2 separate regions of the Sus scrofa genome follow, and region 1 is linked to region 2. The links are chromatin contacts, called in public promoter capture Hi-C maps. All regions are on one chromosome and are shown on one strand. The core of a region is the stretch at or near the end of the contact, and the rest is flanking DNA. Distances in the headings are between cores, read along the strand shown.

Region 1 (5,936 bases), core at 3,123-5,622, 700 kb before region 2:
AAAAAGCGCACTTGGTGAATCTTTATGTGACACTAGTTGCAATAAAAAATTTAGACCACCTCTTTGTGTGCATTATTGTGTATGGGCCTGCTACGTTTTATTATAAAATTCTATTTACAGATTATTTATAAAGTATATAAAAAGGAGAAAAAGAATCATCTGAAGAGCACTGCTGTCAGCATGTAGACTTAATTTCACAAGCAAGATTTTTCTATGGACAGGTTGTTATTGTGAATATATACATACTGTACTTAAAAACAATGAAACATAAGCTTTTGCTTGCATAGCTGGCTTTGTCTTAAATATCCTACCCATCCTTCTCTTCCATTTCCCTCTCCCAATGGTCTGGTGAACTAATCTTTCAAGACTCACCATTATTGTAGTTAGAAAGTCTTTTCTGACTCCATACAGAGAACAAAGCATGTCATCTACCATTCTCTGCATCTCCACTGTACACTGTGCATTTTCCTAAAGAGCATTTAAAATACACTAGTACACTTGCTTTTTTTATCAGTTTTATTCACTGTGCTTAATTTTAAGTTGAGGGCTGAGACTGGATTTTACTCATCTTTTTTTTTTTTTTTTTAATTTCTGGTACTCAGAACAGGGTACTCAGAACAGCCACTTATTTAGTGGCTAAGAATTATATTATTAAATAATCTTCATAAACATCTTTTGTCTCAATAGTTCAGAGAGTAAACATATTGATTGGTTTAACCATTTTCTACTTAATAGGGTGTTTGAACTTCTCACTATGCTAAGAAAAGATTTCTGTTTAAACTTTTGTTTAAAATTATTTTCCTAGTATATCTTACCAGAAGTGAAATTAGTTTGTAAAAGGAAATCAACATTTAAAGTTAAATATAAATATTATATATATTGACAACTTTTATCTGGTTACTTTACCACCAGCCATACCCATAAACCTGCAGGTCTTGTTGCACCTCAACAGTATGAAGTTGCTTTCTCACCTGTGTTAGTTTATAAAAGAAAAAAACCTGACATCTTGCTTTAGCCTGCATTTCCTCACCTTCTAGTAATGGTATAATTATGATCATCTGTGATAATCAGTTGTTTTTCTTATGAATTATCTATTGATGTGCTCTATCCATTTATCTACTGGGTTTTAGTGTTACCAATTTATGTGACCGCTTTATATATTAGCTGCTCATGCAATTTAATCAAATATTCTCCCAGATGTCCCTTTAATTCTTTTTTTTTTTTTACTTATAGGTATATAATATTTTTGAGTACTTAAACTGAGTTTTTTTGTATTTACCACAACCCACTGGTATCTACGGCCTTTAGGGCATATTACTGATTTTCGTGTTTGCACGTAGGTTTATGTTGGAAGCATACAGCTAGGCATTTAGTTAGCTTGATTCAATGCTTGAGCTTCTAGTTCAGCTTAACTGTGTCAGAGTAAACATCTCTATGCAGTAATATTGTATAGGTGTCTATGAATTAACTGCCTTGGGTGATAAGAGTTAGCTAACATGGGATGAACCCTAAATAGTAAGAACAATTGAAGTACCAAGAATGGTGGCTAACTTTAAGAATGTTGAGAGGTTCTGATCCCATGTTTTCATCATTAGGACTAAATTAGATCAAAAGAATGACTTAATTTGCTGCAGAAAAAAGTTCAGTATGATCAAATAAAAGCCAGCTCCAAAAGAGTTGGTAGTGTGTTAAGCTCATCCCCTATGTCTGAAAGAACAAAGACAAAAGAGTATGAGATGTTAGAGAAACTTTCAGGATTTCTCACTAAATTATAAAATATCTCTAAGAAATACAAACAAATCCCAAGTCATCCCTTTATATATTTGCAAAATCCTCAAATTTTCACGGGGTAAATAAGCCTTTATTCAAAAGCAAACTTTGAAGTTTAAACACAAAGGCAGATAAAGTGTAAAAAGTATATTCAAATCTGTCACATAGCAAATCACTGTTAAAAGAGAACTGATAAAAAGGTAATAACTGATTTTACACATATAGCCTAACATCAGTGAATGTGTGACAAGATCAGTCACTTTCCCAGTGGGCACTGCTGTGTCTTCTCTTTTACAACTAAACTATAATAATTTAAAGAAACCTACTAATTGCCTGATCATTTTCCCCATTTAATGCAGCAGCCAATTTAACCCTGTTGCATAACGCACTGATTCCACAGTTATAGCCCCAGCATCTAATTCAGTACCTGTTATGCTGAAGGTTTTAAAAATTTTTTTTGGGGGGGGGAGAATAAATCAACTAGTTTGAACAAAATGTAATGTGAAGAGATTGTTAGATGCAAAAGAAAAGGAATCATAAATGCGAGAGAGCACTCACTTTACATATGATCAAAAACTGTTAACTCTGGATTCCAGTTCTAAATCTTACTTGGTGATACTCTTTCAAAGTCCATTTAGACTAGCACTGCTTTCTTTATCTGTAAAACTGAGTGCTTTTATTAACTTCAACACCACTTCAAGCAAAAGAACTAAAGCTGACATAAATTAGATTATGTTCATAGAATTTCAAAGTGCAACTTTCTGAAGGGAGTATTAAATGCTCAGTAAAATATTTTGTAATTCAACTAATCTTCAGGCAATGTAAAAATGTTCTCAACCATCTCCTCTCCCCAACAACTTTATTGTTTGGTCGGGCTGTTTTTCAGGCTCTTTGGGGTCCTTAACACACCAAGCGAGGCCAGGGATGGAACCTGCAACCTCGATTCCTAGTCAGATTCTTTCCACTGCTCCATGAGGGGAACTCCTGTTCTCTTTAATCTTAATTGAAAACCTCTTATGTGCTGGGTTGTAAGAAATAGAAAAATTAAGATGAGGGTCATACTCATCTTAATGCTAAGCCCAGTTTACTCCTAGTGTTAAAATTATTTTGACACCTTGGACACTTGACAACTGGAACTGAAGTTTTCATTTCCCCCTTTCCACTTCACTCTCATTCTGTTTCTCATTATCTCCATTCCTAAGCTCTTTAAAAACTTGGAATAAATGGTAACTTTGCATTTCATAGATATGCTTTTCTGGAGTTGACTTTTGGATATTTGCTCTGATAGACATTGTGTCAGATGTTTGGAGCCATGAGCTGTGGTGTAGATCGCAGACCTGGCTGGGATTTGGCGTGGCTGTGGTGTGAGCCGGCAGCTGTAGCTCCGATCGATTGGACCCCTAGCCCGGGGAACCTCCATATACTCTGGGTGTGGCCCTAAAAAGCAAAAAAAAAAAAAAAAAAAAGAAGAAAAGATTAAAGAGAATAAAGAAAACAAGAAGCCCAGTTGAGCGTAAAAGATTACTACTACCTGCTATTTCACTAAATAATATAGGTTAGTGTTTTAAGCACACAGGCTCTCGGTTCAAACCAGTTCTGTCATTTACAGCCCTCCGCCTCTCTTTTCTCATCTGTAAAATGGGATAACGGGCCTGATCTCAGGATTGAGTCAATATATGCAAAGCACCTGGTACAGTTTCCTAAGCGCACGTTTGATTTCCTTAATTAACAAAATCTCTTAAAGGAAAGGTCCTAACTTTGTCTCAGCACGGCGTCTAATACCACACTCAGTATCCGCATATGTTTTAAAACAAAGGATCACTAAGCTGCGGTCATCTGGTAGACAGATGTAAAAACCTAAAAAAAACAGAGAAAGGCCCGGGCTCCGCGCCCCCAACACTTGCGAAGCCGCGGCTCGCTTAAACAGAGCAAAGTCCTCTGGGAAGTGTAGTCTTTGGGCCTTGAGAGGGATGTCAGCCCCCCGCCAGAGTCAGTTCATCCGCAGATGGGTGGAGAGGGAGTGAAAGGGGAGGATTTTCATATAACTCAAAAGTGTCGGGAGCCCCAAAGGTGGGTTAAGCGGCTCACCTGAGTCTCCCAACACCAGTACTTTCACCCGATCCAGGGACGCCATCTTGCCAGCTCCTTCCTGAGGTTAACGCCTATTCCGGGATTGAAGACCAATCAGAGCTGGGTATGGAGGGCCGAGTCTTCAATGCCATTGGCCAATCGGAATGTGACTGATTTGATTGAAGGCCTCACCGTGCTGATTGGCCTGCCTGGTTAAAAGTAGCGGGTGGTTTCTAAAACTGGTCGCAGGAATATGGCGTTTTCTTTGTCGCATAAGTGGCGTGGCTCGTTTAAGCCGGTAGTTGAGGCGCAGAGGGAAGCTGTAGTGGGAGTGTACGAGGATTCGCTTTGGTAAACCTTGTTCCCTGTTCCTTGTCCTCGGTTCCCTGGTTCGACGTCGCCTTTCAGGGTGTCTTCGTTGCTTTTTCCTTAGCTGTCCTCCTCCCCCTTACTCTTTTGAGTCGGTTCTCTGCTTGGTCCTCCAAAGAACCATTGACCCCGGAGCGGCCCATGTGCGACCTCGGGTAGGACTGGCTTGGCTGCGTCAAGTGTGGCCTCTGGACTCAGCTGGCAGAGTCCGAGGGAATTTAGGGCGTCGTGGTTGTCACAGTGGGGCGGAAACGAACATTTGGGAACGGGGCTGGTCCAGAGGTTTCGCGGTGATAATGCCACTTTATGTATGAAGCCGTGGAGACTATCGTGAAGTGTGGCTAACTGAGAAAAACCAGGTGGATGTATAGAATCCACGTTATTCCAGATTTGGAATAGTAATATATCGAAATCTAACAGAACTCCCCACGTCCACTTCTTCTTTCCCTTCATTTTGCAGTTTGCAGTCAGCAGAATCCTTTAAAATCGCTAATTTGGTGCTGTCACCTCCTGCTTAAAACCATTTGAAGTTTAAGAAGAGGGTTTTCAATACCCTACCTTTCTTTACTCTGGAAGCTGCAGTGGGGAAAGTGAATGGGGGGAGGTGAGGGCTAACAGGGTGGGCATGTTTGAAGAACACGTGCTGAGGAGACCTATTGAAAGTTTTATGGAAATACTTGACCAGCTGTTATCCATACTGGAAAATCAGTGGTGAACAAGATTAAGACCCTTGTCTCCGATGTAGACATTGAGAAAGTATAACTATTCACTGCCACCAAGAAGGGGAAAGAGCTATGGGAGCATGTGAAAGGGGGATGATTCTAAACTGCTAGGGAGAATCTGAGAAGGTGTCTCTGAGGAAATGTCATTTGAGATGTGAAAAATGATTAGGAGAAGGGACTTCGGCCTTTGTTGTGGGGGCGTGTGTAAAGGCTTGGAAGCAGAGAGCATGTGTGGCTCCTGGAATTGAGAGAATGCCATTGTGGCTGCAGATGAGGCTGAGGAGCCTAGACCCAGTACAGAGAGTGCATTCACTTTCAACTTTGTTCTTACAACTCTGCCTGGTGTTTGTGTGATTAGAATACATATGGTTTAAAAACAAAAGCAACTTGCTTTCAGGGGTCTGGGTTAGGTAGGGTAGGGTTGTAGGTGAGACTGATAGGTGACTGATGGACTGATAAGACTAAAAAGAAGAAACCAGACATGGCCCCCAAAGGTCACACACTCAAAAGTCTCCAGAGGCCAGCCAAGCTCCTTCCCTTTTTTAAAGTATCAATTGCTCTTCAGCTGAGTGTTTCCATGTGGGAATATGATCTCACTTTTTCCCTCAGATATTTCCACTTTTGAGAAGTAGCTGAAAATTAAAATTTATGTGATATCTCATGATTTTTATTTCATTAAAAAAAAAATGGGGGGTTTCCTATGGTGGCTCAGCAGAAAATGAACTCTACTGGTATCCATGAGGATGCAGGATCCGACTTTTGTTTTTTGTTTTTTTCCTTTTTTGGGGCCACACCTGCGGCTAGTGGACGTTCCCAGGCTGGGGGTGGAATCAGAGCTGCAGCTGCTGGCCTAACCACAGCAATGCCAGATTCATGCCTCGTCTGCCCCCTGTATTGCAGCTTGTGGGTCCTTAACCCCCTGAGCGAGTCCAGGGATCAAACCTGCATGGATATCCTCATGGACATTACTCAGGTTCTTAACTCACTGAAGCACAACAGTAGCTC
Region 2 (5,821 bases), core at 2,203-4,702:
AGACCCAGAATTGCCAAAGCAATCCCAAGAAAAAAAGAACAGAGCTGGAGGTATAACCCTCCCAGACTTCAGACAACACAGCAATGCTACAGTAATCAAAACCATATGGGAGTTTCCTTCGTGGCTCAGCGACTAATGAATTTGACTAGCATCTATGAGGATGCAGGTTCGATCCCTGACCTTGCTCAGTGGGTTAAGGGTCCAGTGTTGCCATGAGCTGTGGTGTAGGTCGCAGACTCAGCTTGGGATCCTGTGTTGCTGTGGCCCTTGCATAGGCCAGGGCTGTACCTCCAATTGGACTCCTAGCCTGGGAACCTCCATATGCCACAAGTGTGGCCCTAAAAGAACAGAAAGACAAAAAAAAAAAAAAATACCAACAAAACAGTATGATAGTGGTACAAAAACAGACACATAGATCAATGGAAGAGAATAGAAAGTCCAGAAATAAACCCATAAATCTATCATCGGTTAATTTATGACAAAAGAAACAAGAATATACAGTGGGGAGAAGGCAGTGTCTTCAGGAAATGGTGCTGGGAAAAACTGAACAGCTACATATAAACAATGAAATTAGAACATTCCCTCATATTGTATACAAAAACAGACTCAAGGGAGTTCCCATCGTGGCTCAGGGGAAACAAATCTGATTAGTATCCATGACAACACATTTTCGACCCTTGGCCTCGCTCCATGGGCTAAGGATCAGGCATTGCTGTGAATTGTGGTATAGGTTGCAGATACAGCTTGGATTGGCATTGCTATGGCTGTGGTGTAGGCCAGCAGCTAGAGCTCTGTTTTGACCCCCAGTCTGGGAACTTCCATATGCTGTAGGTGCGGCCCTAAAAAGACAAAACCAACATGCAAAAAGAAAAACAGACTCAAAATGCTTTTAAGACGTAGATGTAAGACATGAAATTATAAACTACAAACTACGTTCTCTAGAAGAGAACATAGGCGAAAGACTCTGACACAAATCATAGCGATATTTTTTTGTATAAGGCAAAAGAAATAAAAGCAAAAATATATAAATGGGACCTAATTATAAACTTAAAAATTTTTGCACAGTAAACGAAACCACTGACTAAACAAAGACAGCCTACAGAATGGGAGGAAATATTTGCAAATTATATGGCCAATAAGGGGTTAATATCCAAAATATATAAACAGTTCATACAATTCATATACAAAATGATAAATATGAGGCAGAAGACCCGAATAAACATTTTGCCAAAAAGAGATATAGATGACTAACAGGCACATGAAAAGATGCTCAATAACTAATAACTGCTAGAGAAATACAAATCAAAACCACAATGACATATCACCTCACACATGTCAGAAAGGCTATCATCAGAAGTCTACAAATAACTAATATTGGAGAGAATGTGAAGAAAAGGCAATCCTAGCACACTGTTGGTGGGAATGTAAATTTGTGTAGCCACTGTTGGAAACAGTACAGAGATTCCTCAAAAAACTAAAAGTTGAACTACCATATGATCCAGCACCTCCATGTCAACATTCATATCTGGAAAAAAACAAAAACAATTTGAAAAGATACATGCACTCCTATGTTCACAGCAGCACTAATCACAACAGTCAAGACCTGAGGCAACCCAAGTGCTTATCTAGATTTGATTGGATTAAGAGGATTTGGTGTACACACAAAATGAAACACTGCCACTTGCAGCAATAGGGATGGACCCAGAGAATATTATTCTTAGTGAAATGAGTCGGGCAGAAAAAGACAGATACTATAAGATATGACTTATATGTGGAATCCAAAAAATAATACAAATAAATGTGTGTGAAAAACAGAAACCGACTCACTGATATCGAAAACAAACTTATGGTTACCAAAGGGAAGAAAGGAAGGGGGAGGGCCAAATTAAAGGTATGGGATGAATAGATACAAACTCTACAAAAAATAGGTAAGCAGCAAGGATATGGTGTATAGTGCAGGGAATTATACCCATTATTTTGTAATAACCTATAAAGGAGTATAATCTGCAAAAATACTGAGTCACTATGCTATGCAATTGAAGTTAACGCAATACTGTAAATCAGCTATACTGCAATAAAAAGAAGATGCAATAAACTAGGATAAACTATCAAACACTTCAACTTCAAACTTATCAAATCCTCCATCTATAAGAAATCCAAGCTAATACGACATTTATTGGTGAAAGACTGAATACTATTCCCCTCAGATCAGAAACAGGGAACAAGTTAGGCAGTGCAAAAAGGCAAGAAAAGGAAATAAAATGTATCCAAATCCTAAAGGGATAAGTAAAAATATCTTTATTCACAGAGGACATGATCTTATATCTAGAAAATCCTAAGGGATCTTAAGAAAACTATTAGAACTAATAAGCAAGTTCAGTAATTTTTAGGACACAAAGATCAGTATACAAAATTTTTACAATTTCTTTTTCTTTCTTTCTTTCTTTCTTTCTTTCTTTCTTTCTTTCTTTCTTTCTTTCTTTCTTTCTTTCTTTCTTCTTTCTTTCTTTCCTTCTGTCTGTCTCCCTCTCTCTCTCTCTCTTTCTTTCTTTTGCTTTTTAGGGGCACGCCTGCACCATATGGAGGTTCCCAGGCTAGGGGTCAAATCAGAGCTATAGGTGGCAGCTTATGCCACAGCCACAGCAAGGATCCAAACCACGTCTGAGACCTACACCACAGCTCACGGCAATGCCAGACCCTTAACCCACTGAGCTAGGCCAGGGGTCAAACCAGCAACCTCCTGGTTCCTAGTCAGATTTGTTTCCAATGCACCACGATGGGAATTCCAAAATGTTTATGATTTTCAACCTCTAGTTGCTCACCCCAAATAAGTTTACCTTTACATGAATATATATGCAGGGAAGAATCCAGAGGAAAGGGGAATTCAGCATCTGTTAATTACAGCAGACTTAAGCATATATTTTTTCAGTCCATACATTCAAATAACAGCATCACTGACCACTTGATATGTGCCATTTCACAATTGGGAAAACTGAGGTAGAGATTTGTTACATAACTTGGTCTGAGACACATATCTAGAAATTAGCAAAGCCAGAATTAAATATTATCTTTCCTCAGAAAATAGCAGAATGAGTTCCTTTGAAGCAGGGAGCTGGCCTGAGAGTTACAACAGTAGTCTTTCCTCTGGCTCTTCCATCAGCAAGCAGTGACTTGGACAAAAAATTTACTTTCTCTAAATCTCTGTCTCCTCATCTGTAAAACGGGAGAGTTGGGCTAAGCGATAGCTCAGCCTCCTACCACCTCTAATTCTCTCACACTGGATTTAATCTATGCCTGATTTCTGAATTACAAACTCCCTTTCCCAACCACAGAGGAAAGGAGAGGACAGCCATTTACTTGTCATAACAAGAAATAGGAGAAACAGAAACAGGACCACACGTCACTTGCACAAGTTGCTGCCTCAGCCAGTGATGGGTTTAGGTGAAAAGCATGGTTATAATTAGAGCAGCAGCCTGTCCAGAGGGCTACACCAGCCACTGCGAGCACAGCTGGATCTGCCAACCACATGCACAGGAGTTTGAGAGGCTGCTCTGGCCTTGAAAACAGATCCTTCTTTAAAGGATTTTCATTCTTCCTCAAGGGAATGAAAACCCATTGATATAAAACCCCACTTGCCTTCCGGCTTCCCCTGCTAACTGCCCCTTCAGCAGACAGTGTTGATAAATACAGGGGAAAGGAAAAAATCGTAAGCTGAGCCTGGTCACATTGCCCCTTGTGATATAGTTTTATTTTTAACTTTGAAACACTTGAACTATTTCTGTTGAAGTTGTTTCTCCTTTCCCTACCTCCTCTGCTGCAGCTGATGCACAGCCAGCCATCTTCGGCAATCTACTTGCTCACAACCGAGGGACGCAGGTGCTGCAGATGCTGACTCAGTCCGGGCCATTAAGGTAAGCTTTTCAAATGTGAGCAGGTCTGGGAAGGGGACATTCAGAGTGGTGAACATGGAGACAGAGACGGAGCTGCACATCACTGTTTTGCCCTGAGCCAGAAGGTTGTTAGGCAAATTAGTTATGATGGGGGAGAAAAGGTTGGCGCTGAGAATGAGACCTAGCCATGTGTAAACTCCTGCTTTGAATCTAAAATCTTAGAGCAGGAAGAGATGACCTGCTTTCTAACAGCCACGGTTCTTTTTCTACAATTAAATGTAACATTATGTGGTATCTCTAAAGTTATATAGTAGTGATTGGGTGGAGGGGGCGGTTAGGGTGATGGGGAAGAAATAGGTGGGAGGCCCAGAACCCAGGATTTCTATTTTCTAAAGTCCAAACGTTGTGATCTTTCCCCCTTTGGCATTTGCTATGTTAACTGCAAGTCATTCTCCTGTACTTTAAATTCCAAACCCTATGTCAGCTACCGGTTGCATGTAACACAATTGTGTTTACTCTATATACTACATAAACTCCGCCTACAGAGTTTAAAGCCTGTTTTTCTCTAACAATATTCCCTACACAAGGTTCTTTCCTCCCCAGCTCTCTTGATCCAAAATGCACCCATGAAATAAAAGTGAAAGTATTTTACAAGTTGAAAAACTTCTACAGACATGCAAACCAAAAATTATTACAAACTTGAAACTTGCTCATCCAGAGGGACAGTGGTAAAATGATTAATGATACCTGAAGTATCAAACACTTTCAAGTGTAGATTGATTATTTCTGGCTTTGGTCATAACTGCACGGTGCTGCATGTACAAATTAGGCAAGGATAAGGGAGCAGTGTTTATTTTCCTGTTTTCCCCTGGACCTCACTTTAGGGTTATATAGTTAAAAGTTCAGCTAAGGACATCCTGGGAAATGGCCTGTGCCGCAGAAGGGATTCTGCACACTCTGACCTTTGCAGTGTACAGCTAAAGGCACCAATGCCAAATAAAAGGAAACCGACCCAGATGCCCTAACTCCTGGTTCCTTCCTGCCTGCCTCTGTAACTGCCAGACGCATCCCATAACTCTGTCAAAGTTGTCTAGGTTATAATTATGCTTGTTGGCCAGGCATAATTAAATACACTGTGTATAACTGCCTAACTTCATTTAATTTTGTGAGGGTTTTCACGGCACGAAGGTCTTCAAGGTGTGTTTTGGATACTGTCCTAGCAAGACGGGGGGCATGTTGGCTTAGCTGCAACCAAGCAGACAGGCTGACTCAGAGTTACCCCTAAACAATGTGGCTAGTTTGTACTTTCTTGGCCTGTATAAAACTGTAATTTGAAATACTAATAATATAAGCAACAGATATGAGAATTAACCAGCTAATTAAATAACTAGAAAGATTAAAAATTCTCTAGCATAGGTAGAGAACTGCAGATGGTGAGGTTGAATTGATTTGGGAGAGGGTAGTTTTTAGGGTGTAGTGAAACGGCTAAAATCATAGTCCCAAAGCCCAGGATTATGGGACCAGATGTGGGAATTATCCTCAACCAACTAGTTGTGTTAAAATCTCAAGAGGCAAAGGGATTACTTTAATATTTAACTTTATATATTTTCTTTCCCTAGAATTAAATATGTCTATAGCAGGAAAACAGAGTAACAGTGTATAATTAAAGTAACAGGTTAATTGGCTGGTTAATAGGTTAACAGTTAAAGAATCTCTGTCCTTCAACTTTTGACCTTGTCACTTCCACTAAAGTTAAAGCTCAGGAATAAAATAATTATTGCTAGGGCTTAGCCGCATGAGGAGGCAAAATAGTTCGTCACTGACATCATGTGAGGGATGCTGGGAGGGCCCTTTGCCTAAAAATATCTTCCTAACACCAGCCCGATTGCCTACTAACTTTAAAATTGTAGCAAAGAATGTTAAAACTATTA

The links. Promoter capture Hi-C pulls out the DNA fragments that hold promoters and counts their contacts.
Region 1: a contact with region 2 is called in a promoter capture Hi-C map of fetal skeletal muscle, with 3 times the contacts expected there. The contact joins the promoter of RABL3 here to the promoter of FBXO40 in region 2. A contact is called at or near these places in 1 of 5 promoter capture datasets (fetal skeletal muscle) and 1 of 47 Hi-C or Micro-C datasets (heart right ventricle).

What each region holds. Positions count from the first base shown.
Region 1 is chr13:139,607,600-139,613,535 of Sscrofa11.1, reverse strand. RABL3 (rab-like protein 3) reads right to left here and starts at 4,372. Exons shown (of 8, transcript XM_021070305.1): 1 at 3,859-4,372. The coding sequence starts at 3,904. GTF2E1 (general transcription factor IIE subunit 1) reads left to right here and starts at 4,053. Exons shown (of 5, transcript XM_021070303.1): 1 at 4,053-4,191.
Region 2 is chr13:138,903,041-138,908,861 of Sscrofa11.1, reverse strand. FBXO40 (F-box only protein 40) reads left to right here and starts at 3,452. Exons shown (of 4, transcript XM_021070277.1): 1 at 3,452-3,911.